Linked DNA regions of Mus musculus: region 1 is linked to region 2. Evidence: chromatin contacts called from public HiChIP or PLAC-seq data. All regions are on one chromosome and are shown on one strand. The core of a region is the stretch at or near the end of the contact, and the rest is flanking DNA. Distances in the headings are between cores, read along the strand shown.

Evidence for each region. HiChIP or PLAC-seq counts read pairs in DNA pulled down with a chosen protein or histone mark.
Region 1: an H3K4me3 HiChIP or PLAC-seq map of the SCID.adh cell line shows a contact between it and region 2, with 9 read pairs. The contact joins the enhancer-like site here to the promoter of Dgcr2 in region 2. A contact is called at or near these places in 4 of 39 promoter capture datasets (erythroid cells, liver, macrophages and 1 more), 8 of 484 Hi-C or Micro-C datasets (CD8 T cells, effector CD8 T cells, germinal center B cells and 5 more), 5 of 115 datasets of contacts at active chromatin or transcription factors (the HPC-7 cell line, the SCID.adh cell line, embryonic stem cells and 1 more) and 3 of 9 other capture datasets (adipose tissue, liver and pancreatic islet).

The regions. Positions count from the first base shown.
Region 1 is chr16:17,948,298-17,950,997 of GRCm38.p6, reverse strand. No RefSeq gene overlaps it. Among named protein-coding and RNA genes, the nearest start is that of Gm41427, 14 kb to the right of the region's middle. Within about 2 kb of position 1,272, at least 72 of the 459 cell types and tissues checked have an H3K27ac peak or open chromatin away from gene starts, as enhancers often do. A contact at or near this core is called in the HPC-7 cell line, the SCID.adh cell line, neural stem cells and 1 more, where this site is marked.
Region 2 is chr16:17,890,435-17,893,134 of GRCm38.p6, reverse strand. Dgcr2 (DiGeorge syndrome critical region gene 2) reads left to right here and starts at 1,407. Exons shown (of 10, transcript NM_010048.3): 1 at 1,407-1,749. The coding sequence starts at 1,671.

The DNA.
Region 1 (2,700 bases), core at 23-2,522, 58 kb before region 2:
CCAGTCGTATAAATGTGCTTACTGCCATACCTTGGCCTCACTGCTTCCAATATAACAGAAGCAAGAGTGGATTCACTAGGTAAGTCGGCCTTCTTTAAGGTGAGAGTCTTCCTGTGTTCAAAAAGGAAATAGTATTGTAGAACCTAAGCAAAAGGTGAAAAGAAACATGGTCCACCTGAAGATCAATCAGTGCCATGGGCAGAGGCACTGTCCCCTTGATGACAGTATCCCAAAGCACCTCCCGATGTGGTGCTGTTCCCACCCCTCTCCAACTCCATTCTTCTAGCACAGCAGTTCTCAAACGACCCAGTGCCCTCACCCTTTAATATGGCTCCCAACCATAAAATTATTTTTATTGCTGCCTCATAACTGTAATTTTGCTACTGTTATGAATCGTAACATAAATACCTGTGTTTTATGATGGTTTTATGTGACCTCTGTGAAAGGGTCATGACCCACAGGTTAAGAACCACAGTTCTAGCATTTTCCGGGAGCATAAGCTTGTCTGCATTGTCACTAAGGGCACACTCCCCCTGATGCAACAAACTGTCCTCAAGTTCCCTTCTGCAACTGTTTCTAAACCCCTTTATCTATGTACAGAGGGCACTCTGTGTCCCATGCTCTGCAACACTTCCCACGATTTCTGAAGGATTTCTGCCGCCATCACAGCCTTGACACTGTCTAAAGACAGTGTCTCTATTGTCCTCTGCACTCTCCAGGACTGTTAGGCACACTGCTTAGGGCAGCCAAGACTAGCAAGGGAACAAAACCCCCACCCAGAAAGGACCTACAGCCCTGAACATGTGAGCGTTTAAGCTGGCCTCACCCTGTTCCTTACCAGCCTAGTGCTTTAAGCTCTGGCGCTCCAACTCCCCTTTCCCTCTCCTGAGGTTCACCTGCTTGTCTTCTGTCCATTTTTACTTAAAACTTTTTTCCATTACATTTTAATAAGCCTTGGAAACAGCATTAGAGGGAAGCCTATGCCACTTGAATCTTTATTGTAATCACTTTCAGACATAACCGTCTTGAGGATTTACTTGGTGGCTATTTACATTTTCTGTGTCTACACACACACACACACACACACACACACTCTCTCTCTCTCTCATTGAACTGCACAAGGACCAGGAAGAGTCTGTTAGATTCTAATGGGATCTATGTCACTATCCAAGCTTATGGACATCAAACAACTCTCCAGGCATAGCCTAGCCACAGAAGACATGGGGGAGGGGACAGACAACAGCATGGGGCTGCAGCCAGTGGGAACGCTTGCCTCCTGGTTTCTTTGTTACTGCTGGGCTAATCATTGTGTCTGCTCTGACTGGTTGTCTGTAGCTACCTCCCAGTGGGCACACTCCTATTGAAAGTATACAGGCAGGAACATGCTGCCTGCAGGCCCAGAGTGGAGCCTCATTACACAGACTTCTGAGAGAAGTGTGTCACTGGGTAATCTTAGCTTGGGATCTATGCTGACTCAGATAGCAGGCAACAGCAGATGGAAATCTACTTCTGCCCTCAAATCCACTTGAATGAGTGTAAAGGCTCTGCGGTTTTCAGGACCTGCTACAATGCCAGACAGTATGTCTGCTCCCATGAATGATCTGTGTGCTGGGAGACTTCAGGCCTGTCCCTCCAAGTTAGCCTTTCTGATAGTCCAGCTGCTGTGACAGTTCCTTCTCTCTGCCCTCAAGGCACACCTGTCCTGAGGGTGGCACTTCTGCATCTTATGCTGCCACTGGGCACACAGGACACCTGAAAGGGGGTGGGGTAGAATTCCTTTGATTCCAGACACCCTCAAGATTTGAAGGTGAAAATTCATGGCTGAGATGGACATCGGCAGTGAGACCCCCTTGGAGCTTTTCTCTGTCAACTCACTGTTGAGGAATACTTGACAAAAATTATAGGTCCCCAAAGTCACTACTCCTGGTACCAAGTGCAAAGTGAACATCACTGGTCATCTTACCTGCTGTCGTGGTACACCTACACGCTGTGTACTGATGACTCTTTGTAATTGGTGAGTATTGGTAGGTGAGTCACTGTGATTGGTGAATATTGGTAGGTGAATTGATGTGATTGGTGTCAAGAGTAGGTGAGTCACTTTGATTGGTTAGTGTTGAGGTTTGGTCTTGCTGTCTATTGTAACACTAAGTGCAGGCCCCTAAGACCTGGAGTCTGTATGTAGACCTGTGACCCTGCCCCCAAGTTATTTCTGATTGGTAAATAAAGATGTTGACAGCCAATAGCTGGGCAGAAGAGACATTGGTGGGTTTAGGGCTTGGAGGTCAGAGGAGAACCAGGAGGAAGGAGAAAAAGGTGAAGGAAGAGAAGGAAGATGTCGTGAAGTAGGAGTCAAGAAAGCATGGCCCTAAGGGCTGGCCAGTTGGAGTTAAGAGCAGCCCAGATGAAACATAGTGTGGTGATTTGAATGTGGTTGGCCCAGGGAGTGGCACTATTGGAAGGTGTGGACTTGTTGGAGAAAGTGTGTCACTGTGAGGATGGGCAATGAGACTCCTAACCATGTGGGAGCTAGACTTCTAGCAACCTTCAGATGAAGATGTAGAACTCAGATCCTCCTGCACCAATATTTACTTGATTGCTGCCATGCTCCCACCTTGGTGATTCTGGACTGAACCTCTGTACCTGTAAGCCAGCCCCAATTAAATGTTGTCCTTATAAGAGTTGCCTTGGTCATAGTGTCTG
Region 2 (2,700 bases), core at 158-2,657:
AGTATTCTTACCTGCTGAGCCATCTCACCAGCCTGGGGCTTCACCTTTTAAAAGAGCACTTTTGAATGTGTTTTGGGCCCTGAGACAGACCTGGGCCGACTTCAGGTTCTTTATCTCCTGGCCCAGTGGTGGTAGTGGTGGTGGTGGGTTAAGGAGTTAACTCTGTGCTTTCATTGTACCGCTCAGCCAGACTTCTCACTTCCTGTCCTGCTCTTTTCTCTTCCAAACCTTTCCTGGACTCTTAACGGCGGCTCTGCAGGTGGACAGTTGGCAGGAAGACTGCACTTGGCTGAGTTCCCTCCAAAGGACCTGCCCAACTCAGAGCTCTGGCTGAGCTCCCAGGGCAGATTTGCAGTGGGGGTGGGTATGGGGGCAGAAGGCTAGGCCTGGATCTTGTACTCAGTGCTGGGAATGTGCCATAAAACTATCTGAGTGCCCAGAGCAGCACTGGACAGGTACCCTTGCTTCTGCCAGCAAGGAACCCCCCATCTGTTGTGACAAGTCCTATGTCCAACATCTTGGGCCAAGACCTGGTAAAGTTGGAATGTCTGACGACTTGACCTTGACTTTACCTACCTATAACAAGTTAGCATCTTTCACTCATGGCTCCATGTATCTATCGTAGGTTGAAATCCTGGGACTTTGGTGGAGGGGCAATAAGAGTGAGTCAGATATGCTGGAGGTGACTGGCCTTCCCCACTTTTCACTTCCTTCCCCTGAACAGATTGGTTTTTCATTTGCTGTCTCTCCTTCCACGTTCATGCTGTTCATGAAGGCAGGTGTGAGTTTAGCATGTGGAGCCTTGTTCCCAGGCTTTAGCCCTGTCTCTGCCTGGGCTTTTTTTCTCCATTGTATAGGCAGCTCCTTCCCCAGATCTGGTCCAGAGACTCTGGGCTTCTCTGTTAGATTCTGACATCCATTAAGCCATTTCCTCCTCTGTTGATATTCTTTGTGCCATTCCCTGATCCACAGAGACTGCTGGTCCTTTATTTTCACTAGAGCTCTTCACTTTCTTCACAGCCGTTCGGCGTTTAGAAGACCACTTTAGGGAATATGTTGGCACTGGGACAGACCTGGGCCTCCAGGAGTAAAGATCGTTCAGGTCCAGCTATACCTCCTCAATTCACTAATCCCGGATTCCCCACTCCTACCCACCCCAGACCCTGGCGCCAGCACTGTCAGTCCTTGTGACCCTACCAGCACTAGGGACCCCTTTTGGTACCTCGCTGCCAAGGCTGCGTCCCACCTCTCGGTTCAGCCAATGGCACGCCTCATTTCCTGCTAGCCCCGCCCTTGGCCCCGCCCACTCGCTCATTCCCTAGGCCTCTCGTGCTCATGCCCCGCCCCGCGTCTGGAGCTCGGGTCCTACCTCCCTCCGCCACCCCACCCCCCGCCCAGCTCGGCGTTCATTGGTTAGTGCGGGCCGGAGGCGGGGTGGCGCGGGCCGGAGCAGGACGGCCGCCATCTTGCGCGAGCCGGAATCTCATCCCGCTCCTGCGGCCTAGAGTGCGCGCGAGTCGGTGGCGTTCTCTTGCCGCGGCCCAGCTGGATCCCTCGCCTGCCGCCCCTCAGCCCCAGGTCGGAGTCCGGCCTTCACCCACTCCTCTCGGCCAGGTCCGGCCTCCCCGCGGGGTCACGCGGCTGCCCCGGGGACGATGAACGGAGGATAAATGGTGCCCAAGGCAGACAGCGGTGCCTTCCTGCTGCTCTTCCTGCTGGTTCTCACTGTCACCGAGCCGCTGCGGCCAGGTGCGCGGTGCTGAGGGTGGGGGCGCGGTCGGGGGTGGGGCTGCGGACGTCCGTTCCCCCGCGGCTGCTGGGGGCTACTGCTCCTCGGCCCGGCACAGGCGAGGCCTGGCCGCGGGCCTCTGGGCGTCCCCTGCCCTGGCACAAATTGGAGTGTACCAGGGTTCGGAGCCTCGAGGATGTTGCCTTTAGACCCAGGTCCACCGAGCGCCGCGTGCTCTGGGACCCACTGGCCAGGAGCTGCGTCTCGGGCGCACCCTTCTGCTTGGCTGAGTGGAAGTCTTGGAAGCAGCTTGTGGAGGCACCTGGTGCCCCAAGTGTCCGCCCAATTGTGGCCTAGTGCCAGCGTTTCAGCCCTGGACAGCGATGTCTGGTTGCTCATTGCCACTTAGTGAAACGCTTTATCACAGAAGTCCAGCCCTGCCCAAAGGAGGTACTGGGAGTAAACTGAGTACCAGGTGCAGGGGAGAGTCCTTTCAGCGGTGCCTGGCACTTAGTGCTTTGTGTGGTGTGATTAACTACTTTTGATACTCCCTTGGAGTTTTGTGTGGTGGGGAACCTCAGGTCCCTTTTCTGCTTATTTCAGATACTTCTGAACTGTGCCCCCCCCCCTGCAAAAAAAAACCTTCACTGCACCCTACTTCCGCAACAAAGCCAGGTCAATTTATCCATCAGGCACAGGAATACCAGTACAGCCTCACTGTCCCTTTAGGGATCCCAGCAGGGATGTCTTGTCTGTGAACTTTCAGAGACTCCTCTGTACTAGGGCGGTGGTAAGTAGAGCTCTTAATGCTTTTAGCAGAGGAAGGTTCCCATGAAGGAATGCCCCAGGCAAGTCTTCTATGGGTGACATCATGACTGGGTGTCAGAACAGGTGGGTGCACCCTCAGCAGTGTCCTATCTCAGCTCCCATCCTGCAACATATTTCAATGCTTGGCTTTGTGCTTTTGTCCC